Regions from separate parts of the Sus scrofa genome. Here region 1 is linked to region 2. The links are chromatin contacts, called in public HiChIP or PLAC-seq maps. All regions are on one chromosome and are shown on one strand. Each heading gives the region's core, a stretch centred on a gene start, on an enhancer-like site or on the middle of the called end of the contact. The rest is flanking DNA. Distances are from core to core; before and after follow the strand shown. Region 1 holds the start of RILP (rab-interacting lysosomal protein). Region 2 holds the start of PITPNA (phosphatidylinositol transfer protein alpha isoform).

Region 1 (3,800 bases), core at 78-2,577, 75 kb after region 2:
GGGGGCGCCCTGGCTGCGGCGGGGCGTCCGTCTGCGGAAAGACAGGTGTGGGGGCGCCGCGGCTGGAGCTGATGTGCCCCCCGCGACCCGCTGGGAGACTTGAGAGGCCAGGGCACTCCAAGGGATGCCAGACCAGTGCTCTGGCTCGTACCGCCTTCCAATTTCCCGGTGGCCCGGCTACGCAGCACAGCAAACCTTTCCCGAGCGCCCACGAGTCCCTGACCACCTATGGCACTCACCGGGTTCTCAGGGGTCCCCTGGGTTCCGGCGTCGGGGGCCCCCCGCTCGGGCTCTTGACCCTGCTCACCCACGGGACCTCCGGCCTGGCCCCGCGCCCGCTCTGGAGGCGGCCCCACGGCCGCTTCGCGCTGCAGCTCTCGCTCGCTCTCGCGGTCCCGCGCGGCGCGCAGCTGGGTTTCCACGGCGGCCAGCTTGTGCCGCAACTCCGCATTCACCAGCAGGAGGCGCTGCAGCTGCTCCTGCAACTGTGGGCGGAGCAAAGGCGGTGGCTGGTGGGCGGGGCGACGGGGGCCGGGAGAGCCCCGCCTCCCGTAGTCGGCCCCGCCCCGCCCTCACCGCCTCGGTCTCCTGGCTGCGCTGCAGCAAGTCACGGTTGTGAGCTCGGAGTTCGTCTCTCTGGCGGTCGGTCACCTCCTTGAGCTGCCGCAGCAGAGCGCGCTCTTCTGAGGAAGGGGCGTTCTTAGGTGTGGCCCTCAGCGGAGCCGCCCCGCCGTGCCCCGATCCCGGCGCGTCCGTACTCACCCTGTGGCCCAGAGCGCAACTCTATACGGAGGCGCTCGTTCTCCTCCCGCAGCCGCCGCAGCTCCAGTTCGGCCTGCTGCGCCGATACCTGCAGCTGGGGGAGGCCAGGCTCTCAGGGTCAGGCCCCGCCGACCCCTCGGGTGGCGAGGGGAGCTGGCCGTGACTCACCGAGTCTGGGGCGGGCCCGACGGCCGCCTTTTCCAGAAGCTCCAGCGCCCTCACCACGAGCGGCACGAGCCCGGCCGCAGCCTCCGGCCCGAAGCGGCGCGCCAGCTCCTTCAGCTCAGTGCCCAGGGCCCCCGCTAGGTGGTACACGAGCTCCGCGGCCGTCCCGGACCCCGCGTCCACCCGAGGCCCCCAGTCGTGCGCCCCAGGAGCCACCCTCCTGGGCTCCATGTCTCCCAAGGCGACTGGGGCTGCGACACCCTCCCCACGCCCCCAACTAGGGCAGGAAAAAAACAAAGTCCCGGCCCAGGAAGCAGTTTAGGGCAGTAGAGGGCGGAGTAGAAGTGACAAGGGAGGAGCAACTAAGGGAAAAGGCCTGGCAAGGGAGTCTCTGTGCCCTGGGCCCAGTCCTGTTCAAGCCCCCAAGGTCACAGGAAGCAGGACAGCCAACTTCCAGCCAGGCGGCCTGGAGCTGAGGCTCAGGGCTCTAAGTGGTCACTTTTGTCAAGCCCTCCCCGCAGTGCCCAAGCCAGGCTCCACCCCTGTGTCTGGAGTCACTGGGCCTGACTTGGCCGCCAGCTCAACAGGAGGAGGTGAGAGGTAGGAGGGTTGTCACTGCCTCAGCAGTGCCAGCCAACTGTCCAGCCCCGTGCCTGTTTCCAAGATGGACTGAGAGTGACGCAAAGCCTTAAGGGGCTAGGCTGGATACCACAGTGGCAGAGGACAAGCCAGGAGCTTATACACTCAAAACAGCAGCAACTGCTCAAGAGATGTTGAAAAGGGGTGAGGGTTTGCAAGTATTTTGAAGGGACATCGGCCTGTGTGGTCATGGTGGCAACAGTGTGACGGTCCAAGTCCCCTTTAGTTCTGAGTCTAGAGGATACTTACCCCCACAGCTCCCTGAACAGCGGGCCTCAAGAACCAGTCCCACGCCCTGCTGTCAACAAGTCCTGCCTATTATCCCTACATCCAGAATTTGAGCTCAGGGTAAAAAAAAAAAAACCTCAAAAACCCCTATTTATACAAAATTTATTATTATACTTTGTTCAGAATTACAAGTCACAGGAGATCAACAACATAATAAGCACAAATAGAGGAAAAAGGGGCCAAGCTGCTGAATGTCACCAGCTTGTCTGTGGGGGTAAAACGCTCTAGCCTTAGGGGAGTCTGAAGCAGGGGGTGAGGGGACAGCTAGGCATAGAGGTCCTCTCGGTCCGCAGAGTAGACCTCACCCTCCTGCAGGAGAGCGAAGTTGAGGAAGTGGGAAGGTCGGTGCACCTCGTGGTAGAACTCTTTGGGGTTTGCCAGCTGCAGCTCATACTTCATGTTGGGATCATGCCGGACACCTTGGAGTAGAAGGAAATGTCTCATGTGGACAAGGTCCACCTGCCTCATCCAGCCTGGGCCATCTCCAAACCAGAGTCTGGCCCTAAGGACTAAGGGTGGTGGCCTAACCCCAGCCTCACTTCCAGCCCCGCTCCCCGCCTGCAATGCCCCACATACCCATAAAGTTGTAGTTCCATGAGGACTGGGCAGGGACCATAAAGAAGCCAAGGAAGCGGTCTGACAGTAGCATCTGGACCCTCTCGTAGTGCGACGGTAGGTAGCCCTTGGGGTTGTTGCCCTTGTCTGTGTTCTGGCGGCCCCACTCATAGCCACTGGGGGTCAGCTTGTAGGCTGTCAGGGTGCAGGAGCCTGGTGTGAAGCTGAGGAGGGATGGGGACAGAGTCAGAGCTCAGGCCACCGTCTGGGTTCTAACCTGGAATGTCTACCCCACCACACTTCCTCCCAAGGGGGCCCAAGCCCACCTGCAGGTGATGATGATGGTCTTCTCGCCATCCCAAGATGGGTTGTCAGCCATGATCTTGGCATGGGTGGTGACATCCTGGGGTGATAGCTGGGGGGACTCGTTGGGCTGTGTATGAATCCAACCTAAGGGTTCCATTTCCTATTGGTAGAGCAGTGAAGTTACTTTGAGCCTTGTCCGCAGCCAGGAATCCCACCCATTAGAGTAACATCCTGCCTTCCCTCCACCACTCTGAGAGCAGAGGGCCCCAGTTCACCTGCACCCCCACTGACCTTGAGGTACTCGTGCTGGGGCAGCTGGCCAGGCAGATGCACGGTCTGGTGAGTGCCCCACTGTGGCACCATCACGATGCAGCGGATCTCCTTCACCTGGGGGTTATCTGGTGGACTCACCCCATACAGGTACCCTGCAATCTAGAGACGAGGAGGTCAAAAACCAAAGATTCTTAGTACCAACCCAGACGCGTGACTGTCAGCTGTGTCTCATTCGCTTCTCCAAGAACAAGAACAGAGTTTCTCAAAATGCGGTCAGAATCTCCTGCATCAGAAACACCCAGGGTTAAGGAATTCCCTTGCGTCATGGGTCTGGCATTTTTGTCACTGCTGTGGTGAGGGTTCCATCCCTGGCCCAGGAAATTCCACATGCTGTGGTTTCAGCCAAAAAAAAAAAAAAAAAAGTTCCCATTGTGGCTCAGCAGTTAACAAACCCAACTAGTATCCATGAGAATGCAGGTTCAATACCTCGCCTCACTCAGTGGGTTAAAGATCCAGCGTTGCCATGAGCTGTGATGTAGGTCGCAGACGAGGCTCGAATCCCACGTTGCTGTGGCTGTGGCATAGGCCGGCGGCTATAGTTCCAATTGGACTCCTAGCCTGGGAACCTCCATATGCCACGGGTGCAGCCCTAAAAAGATAGCAACAATAACAACAACAACAAAAAACAAAACCTGGGATTATTATTCACAATGTTAAACATGGACCTCATCTCAGACTTACCACATCAGAATCTCGAGTGGACTCCAGGAATCAGGACCACTCGCACACGCCCCAGTTGATTATTTCAGTGC
Region 2 (3,868 bases), core at 1,261-3,760:
CCAAGAGGGGGGAAAGATTCCTCTTTCTTCACCACACAAAGCTCTGAGGATGTCAAGAAACAGAGGAGGGAGGTGCTGTCATGGCTCAGCGGAAACGAATCTGACTAGCATCCATGAGGACGAAGGTTCGATCCCTGGCCTCGCTGAGTGGGTTAAAGATCTGGCGTTGCCGTGAGCTGTGGTGAAGGCCACAGATGCAGCTCAGATCTGACGTGGCTGTGGCTGTGGTGTAGGCCAGCAGCTACAGCTCTGATTTGACCCCTAGCCTGAGTACCTCCATAGGCCGCAGGGGTGGCCCTAAAAACAAAACAAAACAAAACGGAAAAAACACAGAGGTGGAGGGGCTTTGAAATAATGCTGTTCAGCTGAGGTGTCAGGCTGAGATGACACCTGGGTCTCTGTTCCCTTTGCTATCCAAAGCTCCACACCATGTCCCAAATGCCCTATGCAACCTCCAAGGAGCAGAGCCAGATGCGAGGGGGCAAAGTCCCCTCCCTGACAAAATGGAAACAGCTCTCCACGCACCTGCTCGCTGCTGAGTGAGCTCCACCAGCTGCTCTCACCCGGACATCTCCCACTTCCGCGCTTCCCGGGCTTCTGGCCCGAGGCTGCTCACTTGCCCTCCCCTCCAGGGAGGCACAGTTTCACAGAAAGTTCTAAAAGTACACATCCAGAAGTTCCCATCGTGGCTCAGTGGTTAACGAATCCCACTAGGAACCACGAGGTTGCGGGTTTGATCCCTGGCCTTGCTCAGTGGGTTAAGGATTCGGCATTGCCGTGAGCTGTGGTGTAGGTCGCAGACGCGGCTCGGATCCCGTGTTGCTGTGGCTGTGGCGTAGGCCGGCGGCTACAGCTCTGATTCGACCCCTAGCCTGGGAACCTCCATATGCTGCGGGTGCAGCCCAAGAAAATACAAAAAAGACACACACAAAAAAATACGTAAACAAATAAATAAAAGTACACATCCAATCCCTCGCTCTACCTCCCCACCCCACCCTGCCAATCTCTCCTCTTTGAAGAAAAAAGTCCTTAGATGACTACTTGGAACCAGGAGCTTCAGGAATGGGTCACCTCGTATTTGATTTAGCCACACAAACATCCCCACCTGTCACCCAGTGCGCTGGATTTCAGGAGCGAGCTCATCTCCCTGAAACTCTGACCAGAAGTCACTCGCTAACCCCCCCGCCTCTGCATCACTCCTCAGAAACTCCTTCACTCTCACTGTCTTTCCTCAGTCAATGGCTTTATGAAAATAATTCCTCAAAACAGTTTCCCCATCTCTTTGCACCAAGACTGAGAATCCCCCAGGGCCATGTTGGCCCTGTCCCCTATCCCTGGCCATTATGTCCGGGACTCCTCACCCAAGCGTCTCCAAGTTCCAAGCAAACATCCTAAGCTCCCCTCCCCGCCTGCGCCGCCAACTCCAAATACTTCCGCCTCTGTGCCCACCACCTGGGCATCATGTCAGGCAACCAGTCCCCTCTGCTAACTCCTTAGACTCTTCCCCTGTCACTCAGCCCCAGTCGTCTTCCTGTGTCTACTGATCACCACCCTCCTAATGCCCAAGGCAGCCACTCCTCATACCCCAGGTTACCCTCAACACTCTTTCCCCATCATCTCAACTCCATTCTGGAAGCTGTCTTTTCTGATCTCCCAGTGCCCCTTGGTATTGTTCAGCCCCAAACCCTTTCCCACCACTGGCCGGCACCCTGGCCCTGCCTGCCCTTGTCCGCCTTTCCTCATAGGCTCAGACAACTCCTCCCTCTCTCTGGGTACACTCTGCCACTCCTGCAGCTCTGGCTGCCTCTTGCCTCTCTCAGCCTTCACTCTAGGACCACCCCACATCTTACCCCGTGCTCCCGCTCCCCTCAGCAGCCCCCCATGTCCTGTCCGGCTCTCCCTGTCCCCTTGACCTCATCTCAGGCCTGTCCGGCCCTCATTGTCCCCGCGGCCTCTCCTCAAGCCTATTTGGCCTTCACGGCCCCTTGGACCCCACCTCAGGTGCTGTCTGTCCTTCTCTATCCCCGTCGGGCCCACCTCGGGCCCTGTCCGGCCCTCGCTGTCCCCCTCGCCCCTTGCTGTGCCGCCCAACAAGCCTATCCAGGGCTTTCCATTCCGTCGGGCCCCGTCCGGCCGCTGCATCCCTTCTGCTAGACTATCAGCCTCCCTGGTCGTCATCCTCGGCTCTCCCTCCCTCCTCGCTCCCGCACCGCCGGCTGGACACTCACTACTCCTTGAGCAGCACCATGTCGCTTCGCGGCTCGGCAGCTGCCCGCTGCCCGCCCAGCCTCCTGCCCGCTTCCCGGCGGCCGCTCTCCCCGTGGCCCGGCTCGGCTGCCTGTGCGCCTTCGTTGTGGTCTGCTCTGTCGCCGCCGCTCTCGCTGCGGTAGCCGCTCCGGCTCCTGCCGCCCTGGCCTCGCCACCTCCCGCGCCACTGCCGACGCCGCCCGGAGCTCCGGTTCCGCAGCGCCGCGCGGGGCGGGGCGTCTCTGCGGCAACCAGAGCGTCACACGCAGCGCTGCGCGCTGACCTCAGGGCGGAGGCGGAGCCTTCCCGGCCCGCCCCCTCCCGTCCTTAAATGGGCCTGGGCCTGAGCATCCGCGTCCGGGGTGGACCCCAGGCATGCGCAAGACCCTGGCGGTAGGCGGAGCCGAGGGGAGAGGGCCCGCAGGGTCCTAGAGGTGACTGCAGCAGGATGGGATGCCCCTGTAGGGATGGGCCTCCAGGGTGGTGTGGTTTGAAATCTAGGAAAAGGCTGTGTCAAAAAATATTAATAATTGGGAGGGATAAATTAGGAGTTTGGGATTAACATATACACACTACTGTGTACAAAACAGATAACTAATAAAGACTTACTGAATAGCGCTGTACTCAGTATTTTGCAATAACCTATAAGAGAAAGGAATCTGAAAAAGAGCGTATATATGTATATATATTTCACTTTGCTGTACACCTGAAACTAACACAACACTGTAAATTTGCAGCATAGGTCGCAGATGAAGCTCAGATCTGGCGTTGCTGTGGCGTAGGCCTCAGCTGTAGCTCTGATTTGACCCCAGCTGGAGAACTTTCATGTGCCACAGATGAGGCCATAAAAAGAGGGAAAAAAAATTTTTTTGAAAATAAAGAAAAACTATATTAGAATTCTCTTGTGGCTCAGGGGGGTTAAAGATCTGGCGCTGTCACTGCAGCGGTTTGGCATGTTGCTTGGCCACTGCTGTGGCATGGGTTCGATCCCTGGCCCAGGGAACTTCTGCATACTGTGGTTGAGGCCAAAAATCAAATTTGGGGGTTGAGGCACAGTAGGAGATGGGAGCGGGTTGGACCCAAAGTATGCGGTTCCTGGCCAGTGAAAAGGTGTTTGGAGTCCATCCTAAGGGCAGGGTTGGGCATTTATGGCTTTTAAGCAAGTTTGCTGTCAGGCTCACTCTGACAGCTGGATGAAAAGGGGACCTAGGGAATCAGAGCAGAGGCAGGGAGACCAGTAGGGAGGCCTCTGCCTAAGTCCAGGTAGAGGTGGGCTCTGATAGTGGTGGGAAAGGGGGGAAAAGAAGAGATGGGAGTTCCCACTGTGGCTCAGTGGTAATGAACCCGACTAGTATCCATGAGGATGCGGGTTCCATCCCAGGCCTCGCCCAGTGGGTTAAGGATCCAGTGTTGCTGTGAGCGGTGTTGTAGTTCACAGAGTCTTGGATCCCAAGTGGCTGTGGCTGTGGCATTGGCTGGCAGCTGCAGCTCTGTCGACCCCTAGCCTGGGAACTTCCATATGCCGCAGGTTTGGCTCTGGGGGAAAAAAAGGAAGGAGAGATGGATTCAGGAGCAACTCAGGAGGTAAAATCAACTAGACCTGTTGACGAATTAGCTGAGA

What was found. HiChIP or PLAC-seq counts read pairs in DNA pulled down with a chosen protein or histone mark.
Region 1: an H3K27ac HiChIP or PLAC-seq map of alveolar macrophages shows a contact between it and region 2. The contact joins the promoter of RILP here to the promoter of PITPNA in region 2. A contact is called at or near these places in 1 of 5 promoter capture datasets (liver), 16 of 47 Hi-C or Micro-C datasets (blood, embryonic fibroblasts, fetal liver and 6 more) and 2 of 2 datasets of contacts at active chromatin or transcription factors (alveolar macrophages and skeletal muscle).

Annotation. Positions count from the first base shown.
Region 1 is chr12:47,859,102-47,862,901 of Sscrofa11.1, forward strand. RILP (rab-interacting lysosomal protein) reads right to left here and starts at 1,328. Exons shown (of 17, transcript XM_013990001.2): 1 at 931-1,328; 2 at 763-856; 3 at 577-683; 4 at 240-485; 5 at 1-31. The coding sequence starts at 1,158. SCARF1 (scavenger receptor class F member 1) reads right to left here and starts at 1,342. Exons shown (of 17, transcript XM_003358192.4): 1 at 931-1,342; 2 at 763-856; 3 at 577-683; 4 at 1-485. PRPF8 (pre-mRNA-processing-splicing factor 8) reads right to left here. Exons shown (of 43, transcript XM_021067568.1): 40 at 3,007-3,147; 41 at 2,736-2,875; 42 at 2,431-2,633; 43 at 1,940-2,273. The coding sequence ends at 2,119.
Region 2 is chr12:47,782,877-47,786,744 of Sscrofa11.1, forward strand. It overlaps PITPNA (phosphatidylinositol transfer protein alpha isoform), which reads right to left and starts at 2,511. Exons shown (of 13, transcript XR_001304419.2): 1 at 2,229-2,511.